Linked DNA regions of Sus scrofa: all the other regions are linked to region 3. Evidence: chromatin contacts called from public Hi-C and promoter capture Hi-C data. All regions are on one chromosome and are shown on one strand. The core of a region is the stretch at or near the end of the contact, and the rest is flanking DNA. Distances in the headings are between cores, read along the strand shown.

Region 1 (4,132 bases), core at 1,217-3,716, 210 kb before region 3:
AGATGGAGAGGGGAAGAGGGGGGCAAGGCAGACAGTGGAAATGTGACTGCTGCTGCCTTCTTGAATTGTTTAGCCTGCAAAAGGGGACTCGCATCCGCTCCAGCCCAACCAGGGAAGAATTATTTGGGTGGGGGAAGCAGGGGTAGCCCGTGGGAGCCAGCAGATGGACCTGCAGCTCTCATTGTAGAGTGATTAGCTGGTTTATGAGATGAGGCGCCTATTAGAGCTGGCCTAATCCAGTATTTTCCAAGCAGCCTCTCCTGTAGGATACATTATGGTTTAGTCTATTAATTCTAATTACAGGCCACTCTGTGGGAGAGCTGAGAGTGGAGCCAGGACCCTAAGACTCAGAAGGAAAGCAGGCTAAGTAGCCTCAATTCCAGAAATAGAGGTTGGATTCCTACTGGAGGAGCAAAGGGAAAAGGGAACATTGGCGAATAGGGTCTAGGACCAGAATGAAGAGGTCTTGAGACTGAGTCCCAGAGGGTGTGGCACCTGGGGAGCCTCCTGTGGTGCCAGGGCCGGCTCTGCTGAGTGCAGCAACGTGCGCTCTAGGACTCACAAGATCCCACCTCTCTGCTCCCTTGGTCTTCAGAAATATTCCAGGAGGAAAGGGGCTTGGAATGCACGGTGTGGCACAGAGCTGCAGAGGATGGAGGAGGTGCCAAGGGCTCTGGGACCGCCATGGGGCAGCTTTCAACTTTGGGGGAGGGGGGCCGTCAAAGACCCTTTCAAGAATGTGATGAAAACTCCGGCTCTCCTCTCCAGAAAAAAAATGTCCCCATCCACGACTCTGAAAACCCTTTGATGGGGTCCCCGACCCCCTAAAACCTGTGCAACCCCATTGGGCTGGAGAGACCGCAGACTTTTCTGTGTTTGGGTCTCAGCCTTCAACCACCCCAGGGATGGTCCATCCTCTTCCCAGAGGGAGTAGGCGCATCTTCCTCCAGGTCCTCAGAGTATTCAGCCCTCCCTTGCTGGGGCAGGGAGGGGAGGAGCCAGCCTTTGAAATGTTCCCCTTGGGAACCTTCAAGCCTGACCGCCCCCCCCCAACCCCAACCAGGTCCCATTCAGAAGACTCTGACTCACCTCCCCTCCCCCTCCCAGAGGAGACACTTCCAGTTTTTCCTGCTCTTTTCTCTGTTTCTCCACCCACCTCACCGCCCCATTTCCCACTGGCCTTCAGCCTTGAGCCACCCTAAGTCTTACCCCCCCCCACACTTACCCCATCCTCTGGGGGATCCAGCAGCCAGCCCAGCTCTCCCTGCGCTGTGCTAGTGTCCATCAGAGTGACTGAAGGAGAGAAAAGGGGCTGGTCACCTCCGAGGGAGGAGGCAACACAAATGCAAACCACATTCCTCCTTCAGGCCCCCAGCCCCAAGGCATCAACACCCCGCTCTTAACAGCCGAGTTCCAGAGGTTCAGGGGAGGAAAACGACCCAGGAAGGAGTGAAGAGCTCCAGGGATTAGTCTGTCCAATCCCTGAGGGAAGAGGGAGAGTAGGGCAAGGGTTGGACGGCTGGACCTTTGACCAAAGTCAATGGCAGGAAGCCTTAGGAAGAGCAGCCCCAGAGAGGACCGTCAGCCTCTCAGGCAGCCCGGGGGGAACCTATCAGTAGCAGAAAAGGAAGGGTGATGGGCCAGAGAGGAGTTCAGCCTCTGGGGGGTCGTGAGCCGGCAGGAGGTGGACAAAAGACTTTGGAGGGAGTTCCTGGGTGGGGAGGTTCCCTGCCGCTGCCAAAGGGCCTGCCCTGCCTGTGATTAGGGATGTGGAGTAGAGGCACAGCAAGGGGTCTGGGAAGTCCAGGTGTTAGGGGCAGAGAGTGTGTGCAAGGGTCCACGTGGAAGGATGGACCTCTGCACCCGGGAACCCCTGCACCCCTAGTCCTAGCCCATCCCCCAGCGTCAGGTCCCTCTGTTCTCCTGCCTGGCTTGGCACAAGGCGACTCCCACCTCCGACTCCAGAGGGTTCGGATCTGTGCTTTAGGTGCCCGAGGCTGGGGCTGCCTGGGAATAAAGGATCCCGCCCCCCCCACCCCCCCCGATTGCTGGCGTGGAGGGAGGCCCCTCTGGACACTGCTTCCTCCCAGCTGCCAGAAGCTCACTCCCCACCCCCAGGAGCAAACCGCTGGCCACCAGGGGCGGAGATCACTGACCCGGGAAAGCAGCTGTTTGGGGTTAAAGACCCAAGACCGGCCAGGCCAGTCGATGGCCCGGCGGCGGGGCAAAACAAGAGCGCTAGCGAGGGGCGCGAGGAGAGGGCCTCCTTAGGAATGCCGGCTCCCGCAGGAGGGGGCGGGGCGGGGCGGGGCGGGGCGGGGGTCGGTACCTTCCTTGGCGCGCGCCCCCGGGGGCAGCAGGGCGCAGAGCAGCAGCAGCAGCAGCCTGAGCCCCGGGGCCCAACGCCGCTCCATGGCGCCGGGCCGGGACCTGGGACCTCGGCCCGGACCGCGGGGGCAAGTCGCTAGGACTGGGCGAGCGGAGCAGGGCGGGCGGGGGCGGGGGGCGGGGCCAGCGCTGGGGGCGGAGTCCGGGCCTCACCTGGATCACCTTCTTAAAGGGACAGTAGGGGAGGAAGGAAACTTGTAAAGCAGGCAATAAACTTCAAAAACCGGAGGTGTCTTGACTGGAATGAGACCGCGGGCGCCGCCTAGTGGGTGGGATTAGGAATTGACTAACCCAGTGCTAGTTCTGACCCTAAACCCAACCCTGCCTTGATGGAGCCTTTGGCCTAATTCTACCTTGGACTTGAACTACACCCTTGTATTTCTCCCTCTCCCTTTCTTCAGGGCCTAGCAAGGTAATAGACACGGGGGAAGGCAGGGTAAGAGACACATCTTGATGTTCCGGCCCGGGAGGCTTAGATGACCATACTGCAAGGGCGGGTGCAGCTTTTAGAGACGCACCTGGAAGGTGGGAAGAGGAAGCAAGCCAGCCAGGGGCACATGAGGTGGATAGACTGTCATCCGCGTTTTCAGTGGCAGAGATTGGGCAAGGCGTGAGCAAGACCCTGAAGGCAGGGAGCCTCAAGTTGCCTCTGGGAGTGGTGAATGGACCAGTTTGACTGCTGGGGCACAGGATTGTCTTGGGAACCAGGCAGAAAAGCAGGTGTGGGCTGGGACAGGGAAGGTCTTGGTAAACACGTTAAGGAGCGTGAACCTTACCACGCACTTTACAGAGCAAAGGAGGGATGGGTGAGGCCTTCTGCACGCAAGTGGTAGAGGATCTAGTGGTGTCACCCCACGGCCCTCTCACCTGTTGGAGACTGCCTTCCAGCATGTGCAATAGATGTTTCTTCAGTTTCTACTCTGCACGCAGAAAGCTCTGAAAGCTTCAGAGAAGAGTAAGACAGTCTTTGCCCTAAACGAACTCTTGTCTGAGGTGGGTAGGGGGCAAGGGCTTTATGGCAGGAGCGGACCCCAGCAGAGGCACAACACAGGGGTGACCGTGGCTCGAAGGAGAGTGATCCTCTACTGAGGAACGGCAGCCAGCTCCATTCCTGGGGCCTCTCCTTCCTACACCCCTCTCTGGCTCCATTTCCTTTGGGTGAATCATTCATAGTTTTTCCATCATTTAAATTGTTGCATGTTTTAGTCCCCCTGGAGGAAGGGAGGTGGTACATTATAGGTGCTTATTTTATTTTCAAAAATTAATACTTCTCAGAGTTCCCGTCGTGGCACAGCAGAAACGAATCCGACTAGGAACCATGAGGTTGCGGGTTCCATCTCTGGCCTCACTCAGTGGGTTAAGAAGCCAGCATTGCCGTGAGCTGTGGTGTAGGTTGCAGACACAGCTCGGATCTGGTGTTGCTGTGGCTCTGGCGTAGGCCGGCAGCTGCAGCTCTCATTAGACCTCTAGCCTCCGTATGTCTTGGGTGCAGACCTAAAAAGACAAGAAAGACAAATAATAATAATACTTCTCAGGGTTTTAAAAATATATATACAGATAATTATAAGAAGAAAATTGTTAAGTTCCTGGCCCAGTCTAGCCTCGTGATACAAATAAATGTAATCCAAGCCACTGGTGGGAAAATTCACATAGAGCAGAAAAGAAACAAAACAGAAAAGTAGAATCATCTCTCCTCCCATCCACTCCCAATTCCTGTCCCCAAAGTTACCCACCAAAGAGTTCC
Region 2 (4,103 bases), core at 24-2,523, 240 kb before region 3:
TGACGTCAGGGTGGGAAGGAATGAGCTCTGCCACTGAGACCCCTCTAACATACCCAGTTTTAGTCTAGATCCTGCAGCTTACTGGGTATCTCTTAAGCTTCCAGCCTGTTTTCTCGTGGTAAATGCTAGGAGTGAGTCTGGTCAGTCTCTCGAGCCCAGCCCAGACGCTGGTTGGCAGCAGAGTGCAGCCGATTTGATTTGGAGGGCCAGGGACTGGACACATTGCATAGAGTGTGCACCAAGGGACTGCCTTACATGGCAGCGAAGGCTGGCAACACAGTGAGAGGCAAGAAAGCGCCCGATTGTGATAACGTTGGAATTACAAGCCAAAAGGCCCTGTGAAGCCATAGTTTGTAGACAGTGAGTGTGGAAGAATTCAGGAGCCAATCTGGTAAGTTTCCATGCTCAGTTAGAAAAAGAATCAGAAAGAAAGAACCTAGGTCGGTCCCTTTCCAGTAGCCTGGGGCACAAGAAGGCTGAGGAATCCGATCGGACCCATGGGGGGCTCCACCGAGCGCAGTCTCGGAACCCCCGGAGGGCCGCCCCGCAGCAGCGCACCAGCTCCTAGAGAGGTGGGTCCGGGCGGGCGCTGCAGAACCGGCGAAGACTGTCGCCAGCCTCCAAGTCCGTTCTCCCCCGCCCCAAGTGCTCTGGCTGCCCTCGCCTCCGTCCCGCCCTCTCACCTCCCCGGCCTGGCCGGGCCCGCCCGGACTCTCCCTCCCGCAGTATTTAACTGATCCATAGGCGGGGGCGCGGGTGATGCGAATTCTTAGAAACCTTTAGTAGCTGCCCAGGATTTGAAGTTAAGATCCCCAAAGGACCCTTGAGGTTCATGCTGACACCCCACCCCTACTCCAGGTCACAGAAGGGCCTAGGGGGGCGGGAGAAGGGATAACACCCCACTCACCATCCCCGTCCACCTAGGAGCCCCGTTCCATCCCAGTCCTGCCAGTCCCGGGGCGAGGGGCTGGCGGCTGGGTGCAAAGGCGGAGGAGCGGCCGAAGGTGGCGGGGGCAGGTAGGCCGGGAGAGGAGGGGGCTGGGCTGGGGCGGAGGCGCCCCTGAGCTGCTGGGGCAGCTCTGGGGCGGCCACCCGACCTCCGCAGGGTAGCCCGGAGTAGGAACGGTGAGTCAGATCTCGGGCACCCGCGGGTCGGGCGGGAGGGGGGGGCGGGGCAAGTCAGGAAATGACATCAGAGGCCTGTGTTTGGGGAGGGGTGGTCTGGGCCGGGCCGGGGCGGCGGGGGCGGCGGGGCCGGCCGGGAGGGGGGCGGAGGCGGGGGCGGGAGGACCTTGATGAAGCCTCCGGCCCCGGGGCAGGATCGGGGCCCCTTCCTGGGGGAGTTTCCTGCCTCGTCGGCCCTCCCCGCCTCTCCCCGCCCCCTCTCCGGGCCGCTCCTTGTATGGTCTCGGCGCCGCTCTCTCCCCGCCCTCTCCCTCCCTCCCTCTTCCCTGCGCCCCTCCCCGCCTGGCTGGAGGCAGCTCGGGACCGGGACGCAGAGTCCGAGGACCCGGCTGCGAGACGGCCACCCGAGACGCTGCGCGCACGCTCCGGCCCGCGGTGAGGCGCGGGGAGCCGCCCGGCGGCCGCTCCCGGGGTGGGGGCGCGGGGGCGCGGAGGGGAGCCGGGCCGGCGAGGGGGTCCTCAGCCGGGCTCTGCGCTGCGTAACCCGGCCCTCCGTCCCCAGCAGCCCGGCCTGGCCATGGCGGCCCCCCGCCCGCCTCGCGCGATCTCCGTCTCGGCTCCGGTTTTTTACGCCCCGCAGAAGAAGTTCGGCCCGGTGGTGGCCCCAAAGCCCAAAGTGAATCCTTTCCGGCCCGGGGACGGTGAGCCTCCCGCGGCGGCCGGGGCCCAACGCGCACAGATGGGCCGAGTGGGCGAGATCCCCCCACCGCCCCCAGAAGGTATGTGGCCGAGCTCGGGGGCTGGACCTCGGCGGGCGCCGGGCCGGGGGGAGTGGTTTCGGGAATTTGGGGATGTCTGGAGAGGTTGCAGCAGAGGGGGCTGGGCGCAGCCACCCAGTCCCGAGCAGATGTTCTTACCTCATCGTGGAGCTCATGGCTGGAAGCCAGGGCTCCTGGGACTGTTCCAAGTCCTCCGCCTGGGGGTGGGAGGCGGGAATGTGGGGCACGAATTTTCCCCTCTGGGTCCGTTTTCCGAAGTGTAATGGGAGATGCATCCACTCCTTGGCCGAGCCCCGGCCTTTCCTGACCCAGTGCTCCCGGGGCGTCCTGCGCCCCTTTTACTTCCCGCGCCCTCCAGGACCCCTGAGAGAAGTTCTTGGGTTGGGGCTTAGAGGTGGAGCAGGAGGGGAACTTGGCGAGGGGTAGAGGAGTCCCCGCTGACTGCCCTCTGTCTCCTCCCAACCTCAGACTTTCCTTTACCGCCGCCTCCCGTGCTGGGGGAGGCCGACGAGGCGGAGGGCGCCCTGGGAGGTGCTTTCCCTCCCCCTCCTCCCCCGATCGAGGAACCGTTTCCCCCTGCGCCTTTGGAGGAGGAGATCTTCCCTTCCCCGCCGCCCCCGCTGGTGGAGGAGGGAGGGCCTGAGGTCCCCATACAGCTCCCACCGCAGGTATGGAGGCCTGGGAGGGGCAGCTGCAGTGGACACCCCAAGGGGAGGAGAGGAGGGTCCTTCAACCCCCCCCCCCCCCCGGCTCTCGGCCTCTCTGTCCACACGAGGGTGGGGCTGCGGTGGAGAATTGGGCATGGGTGCTCTGACTCCTGACCCTCTAGCCCAGGGATAAAGTGAGCAGTATTGATCTGGAGATTGACTCTCTGTCCTCACTGCTGGATGACATGACCAAGAATGATCCCTTCAAAGCCCGGGTAAGGGAATGGAGAGGAGCAAGGGCAGGGCAGGGAGGAAGGTCGTGGGGATCGAATTATGGGGGGGCAGCACCTCCTCTAAGGTGCTTCTCTCCCCTCTGCCTCCCCTTGCAGGTGTCATCTGGATATGTACCCCCACCGGTCTCCACGCCATTCATTTCCAAGTCCAATACCAAGCCTGCACCTGGGGGCACAGCCCCCCTGCCTCCCTGGAAGTCTGCTTCCAGCTCCCAGCCTTTGTCCCAGGCCCAGCCTCAGAGCCAAACGCACTTCCATGTGCAGCCCCAGCCCCAGGCCAAGCCTCAGGTCCAGCTCCATGTCCAGCCCCAGGCCCAGCCCCAGCCTGTGCCTTCGGCTAACACCCAGCCTCGGGGTCCCCCAGCCCCATCTCCCGCCCCTAAGTTTTCTCCAGTGACTCCCAAGTTTACTCCTGTGGCTTCCAAGTTCAGCCCTGGAGCACCAGGTGGACCTGGGTCACAGCCCAGTCGAAAGTCAGGGCCCCCTGAAGCTCCTTCCACTGGCACAGGCTCTGCTCAGCCTCCCAGCTTCACTTATGCTCAGCAGAGGGAGAAGCCCCAAGTGCAAGAGAAGCAGCACCCAGTGCCCCCACCAGCTCCAAACCAAAACCAGGTGAGGGAGGGTGAGAGGACCAGACTGAGACCAGGGGGTGGGGGGGCTGAATCGGGAGCCGGAGGATGAGGAGGAAGGTGGTCCTGGAGCCAGAGGTGGCGGGAGAGTGGTGGGATAAGCGTTTTCAGCCTCTGGGCTTCTTTGGTGGGCCTCGTGCTTCTGGAGGAGAGCTTTGGCAGGGTCTGGGCTGGGTGGGGCCTGACGGGGAGAGGGGGGAGCAGCATAGGCTCTGACTTAGGAGGAGGGTTTGGTGGCCCTCCCCTCCTGCCTCAGAAAGTTAAAGGGGCGGGATGAGGTCATCCCCAGTCCACCTTCAGGTCTTCCCCATTCTTGGATGCTTGAGTTAATCGCTGCTCCTCTAAGCACTTTCACCGCCCAGGGGCCCTTCTGCGCGATAAGAGCCATTGGTAAACACTGGCTGAGCCAGCCGACATCTGCCCAGTGCCAGGCACTGTGCTCTGTGCTGGGAGGGAAGAGAGCGCGGAGAGGTTGAGCCTGAGGGAGTCAGTGGACCTGGAGTAGAATTCCCGGCTCCCAAGACTCCAGGCAAGTTAGGTGAACTTTGAGCCTCAGTTCACTATCTAGATTTAGAGTGAGATTGAGCAAGCTGGGATCTGTACCTGGGACGCGAATGCTCAAAGCAGAAA
Region 3 (4,088 bases), core at 1,178-3,677:
AAATGTCCATCGACAGAGGAGTGGATCCAGAAGATGTGGTACATATACACAATGGAATATTACTCAGCCATTAAAATGAACGAAATACCAGCATTTTTAGCAACATGGATGGACCTAGAAATTATCATGCTAAGTGAAGTCAGCCATACAATGAGACACCAACATCCAATGCTTTCACTGACATGTGGGATTTGAAAAAAGGACAGACTGAACTTCTTTGCAGAACAGATGCTGACTCACAGACATTGAAAAACTTATGGTCTCCAAAGGAGACAGTTTAGGGGGTGGGGGGATGTGCCTGGGTTATGGGATGGAAATCCTGTGAAATTGTATTGTTACGATCACTATAAAAAAAAATAAAAAGCTTAGTACTTTAAAAAAAAAAAAGCAAAGAAAAGGCAAAAAGACAAAAAAAAAAAAAAAAGAAAAGCAAAGAAAGAAATCAGTTCTGGGAGATGAAACGAGTTGGGAATGCTTTCCAATTTATTAGGTCTGCCCAACTAGGGAGGTTCCCACCGCTACTCTGGAGCATTCTGAGGTCCACCAGGCCTTTTAAAATTTAGTGTACCTTAAATTGAGTTCATTATTCCCTTCAGAGCAGCTCCTCTCAAGTGAATTACTTATACGCTAGTCTCCACGTTATGGAAAGAGGTTGTACTATTTTCAAAGATGAAGGAATGCCAATAAACATGCCTTGAGCAGGATGGGGTGTACCATGAGCCCCGAGAAAACCAGCACTTTTCCCTTTGCTGCCCTTTCTAGCGTCCCCAAAGGACCAGAGCCATGTAGTAGGTGCTCTGGGTACCCTGGACCACCTCTGACTTCAGCCACTGCCCTGGAAGACTTTCTGGGCATTGGGAAGCCTTCTCGCCTAAACAGGTGCCCAGCTGCAGCCCTGAAGCTGACACCCAAGTCGGCATCACTGGGTGGAGCCGCTCCCAGGTAAATGCCTACCTAGGACTCCAGGTCCACAAGGCCCACAGCAGTAAACAGCTCAGCGGCAGGCCTTTCCCTGCGGGCTTCCCCTCCTTCCTGGTCTCGTCCCCATATGATTCATCACTCTGCAGTGATGGGCTCAAATAAGCTACCTGCACTTGGTCCTTGTAGGAGGCTTTGCTATGGGGAACAAGCTAAATCGACAGACACCAAACCCTTCACCGCACCTGCCTCAACCCTGTCCTTCCTCCCTCCCGTCTGCACACACCACCAGCCATCTCACTTCATCTTTCATCTGTTTCTCAAGTGTCAGTTCAGCCAAGGCACCTTCACACCCAGATGAACCCAATCCGGTTTCCGTCTCATCTACAATCTTACTCAAGCCATCCCTTTTTTCTCCCCTTCATTTTTGAACGTTTTATACAAGTATAGTTGATTTATAAGATCGTGATAATTTCTGGTCTATAACAAAATTATTCAGTTACACATATACACATATCCATTCTCTTTCAGACTCTTTTCCCACAAAGAATATATTGCAGAATATAGGGTAGAGTTCCCTGTGCTATAACAGCAGGGTTCCGCTGGCCTCAAGCCATCCTACTCAAAGCTCTTCCTAATCAGAACCCTGCATTTTCATCGCCTCCCCCCAGGTAAGAGCTGAGCGTCTCACCCTGGTTAAGCCTCCAGGCTACCCACGGTTTTCTAGACTTTGTACCTTTCACATACTCGATAGCTCCAGGAGGTCTGGTTCCCTGAGCACTGCCCCGTATTTCCTAATACCGCCGCCAGGCAAGTGAATTCACAAAACTCCACAGTCTGCAGCTGAGGGCTGGAGCGTGCGCTGAGGGATCTCGGCTTGCCCCGTTTCCAGTAAGAAAAGCAGAGACAAGTCGCAAGCATGAGGTCAAGCTAACCGCCTCTGAGCAGACAGGGACATCTGTCACGAATCAGGACTCCCCAATTTTCCAGGAAAACAACCAAAAGACTCCAGAAGAAGTGTAAAAAGTTCTCAGAACTCGGATCCCAACTCTCCGGAACTACGTGCACGCGCGCGCGCGCAAAGACCCACCCACGCAATCACTCGTCTGTTCCCAAAGTCTTGACTCCCAAATTCCGAGAGGCGAGAGAAAGTGTATTGAGACAACTGTGGAAACGAAACGAAAACGTAAACCTAAGAACACCCCGACAGCTAGGCGTTCGCCGGCCTGCGTCCGGCGCCTGGCGGCGCACGCTCGGCCCCCACCGCACCCCATCCCGCGGACGCGCTAGCGAAAGCGCTCGGCAAACTCACACTGCGGCGGCCGGGTTGGTGCGCTGCGCGGGCTCGGGCGCTGAGGCCGGTGCGGCGGCTCTGCGAGCGGTCCTGGGGCGCGGCCGGCACAAGCTGGCGGACAGGGCGGGGAGTCGGAGCCGCGGTCAAGGCCACCTCCCCACGGCCCCACCCGTCCCGCCGCACCTGGGGCAGTGCCGGAGGCGTGCCGGGAACCGGCGGGGTGCGCAGCCCGCCCCCTGTGGGCGGGGTCCGTCCCCTGTGGGCGGGGTCCGTCCCCTGTGGGCGGGGTCCGTCCCCTGTGGGCGGGGTCCGTCCCCTGTGGGCGGGGTCCGTCCCCTGTGGGCGGGGTCCGTCCCCTGTGGGCGGGGTCCGTCCCCTGTGGGCGGGGTCCGTCCCCTGTGGGCGGGGTCCGTCCCCTGTGGGCGGGGTCCGTCCCCTGTGGGCGGGGTCCGTCCCCTGTGGGCGGGGTCCGTCCCCTGTGGGCGGGGTCCGCCCGCCCGCTGGGGCGGAGCCAAAGCCCGCTGCTCGACCCTCGGAGGGTTCCGGCGGTGCGACGGGAGCTCGGCGGCATTCGTGTCTGATTTGGTGAGGAGCGCAAGCGCCGCGTCTCCTACACACCAGACTCGGGGAGGACAAACCCCCCGCAGTGACCTACGCCGTGGCCGAGGGTCTGCTTTGGCCCAGCGTGGAGGCGGGGCCCCTTCGCTGCCGGAACTGCGACCGCCGCGTCGCGCTGGCCCGGCGCCTCCTGCGTTCAGGGGCTGCCCCCTGGTGGTCAGCCCCCGGCCGTGCACCCTGTGCAGGAGTTGATTTATTGGTGGGACGGGGCGCCCAGGGAGCTCAGCGTGAAGAGGTCGGTCTGGGGCTGTAGACTGAGGTGCTGCGCAGTGACAGGCAGGGAAGGAAACGTGCGTGTTACAGCACCAGACACGTCCATTGCAGCCAAGCTTTGGAGTGGCTGCCGCTTGAATTTCTACCTGAGAGGGGTGAGAAGGTCAAAATCAAGGTTAGCGTATTAGATTTACTAGGAATCTGATTTTGAACAGCTTTGCGCAGCAGATGCGCTATTTTTATTTTTGTGGAGGTTTTTTTTGGGGGGGGGGACAGGAAGCAGGAAGGGGTAGGAAAGTGAACGCTATAACTTGAGAGTGATTACGAGAAGGGAGCTTCAGATCCCTATAGCACCCTCCCCCCACCCTGTGGTGCTACCACTGGTTCTACCTGTAAATCTTCTCACTGTTGATAAAGTGATCGGATGTGTCCGTTTTTCTTAAATATTTATGACTGTCTCTTCGTTTTGTTTTCTTTGTTTGTTTTTTGCTTTTTGGGGCCTCACCCCCAACATATGGACGTTCCCAGGCTAGGGATGGAATCACAGTTATAGCTGCCAGCCTACACCACAGCCACAGACAGAAACGTGGGATCCCAGCCGCCTTTGCGACCTACGCCACAGCTTAGGGCAATGTGTGAGCCCAACTAGACCCACTGAGTGAGGCCAGGGATGGAAACTGTGAGGACACAGGGAGAAGGTGACCGGCCCAAGCCACCGAGAGAGGCTTCTGGGAAGCCAAACCGTGCTGGCACCTTGATATTGTTCTTCCAGCCTCCAGAACCATGACAAAGTACATTTCTATTCTTTAAGCCAAAGACAGCTCACAATTATCTAATCAGTCTAACTGCCATTTGTAGCAACACGGATGGGTCTATCCTTAGAAACTGTCATACTAAGTCAGGCTGTGAAAGACAAACGCCATATGATATCACCTATATGTGGAATCTGAAGAAAGAATACAAATGAACTTATTTGCAGAATAAAAATAGACTCTCGGGGGAGTTCCCGTCCTGGCACAGTGGTTAACCAATCCAACTAGGAACC

What was found. Promoter capture Hi-C pulls out the DNA fragments that hold promoters and counts their contacts. Hi-C and Micro-C count contacts between places; a contact is called where the count stands out from the background.
Region 1: a contact with region 3 is called in a promoter capture Hi-C map of fetal liver, with 3 times the contacts expected there. The contact joins the promoter of EPHA1 here to the promoter of LOC110257570 in region 3. A contact is called at or near these places in 2 of 5 promoter capture datasets (fetal liver and liver) and 3 of 47 Hi-C or Micro-C datasets (embryonic fibroblasts and epiblast stem cells).
Region 2: a contact with region 3 is called in a Hi-C map of liver, with 7 times the contacts expected there. The contact joins the promoter of ZYX here to the promoter of LOC110257570 in region 3. A contact is called at or near these places in 2 of 47 Hi-C or Micro-C datasets (heart right ventricle and liver) and 1 of 2 datasets of contacts at active chromatin or transcription factors (alveolar macrophages).

What each region holds. Positions count from the first base shown.
Region 1 is chr18:6,841,639-6,845,770 of Sscrofa11.1, reverse strand. It overlaps EPHA1 (ephrin type-A receptor 1), which reads right to left and starts at 2,466. Exons shown (of 18, transcript XM_003134566.5): 1 at 2,330-2,466; 2 at 1,226-1,293. The coding sequence starts at 2,414.
Region 2 is chr18:6,867,404-6,871,506 of Sscrofa11.1, reverse strand. It overlaps ZYX (zyxin), which reads left to right and starts at 1,273. Exons shown (of 10, transcript XM_003134592.5): 1 at 1,273-1,560; 2 at 1,688-1,904; 3 at 2,373-2,572; 4 at 2,734-2,826; 5 at 2,941-3,456. The coding sequence starts at 1,703. LOC102166231 (a long non-coding RNA gene) reads right to left here and starts at 2,391. Exons shown (of 3, transcript XR_299598.3): 1 at 2,043-2,391.
Region 3 is chr18:6,631,321-6,635,408 of Sscrofa11.1, reverse strand. It overlaps LOC110257570 (TRPM8 channel-associated factor 2-like), which reads right to left and starts at 2,427. Exons shown (of 8, transcript XM_021078927.1): 1 at 2,231-2,427.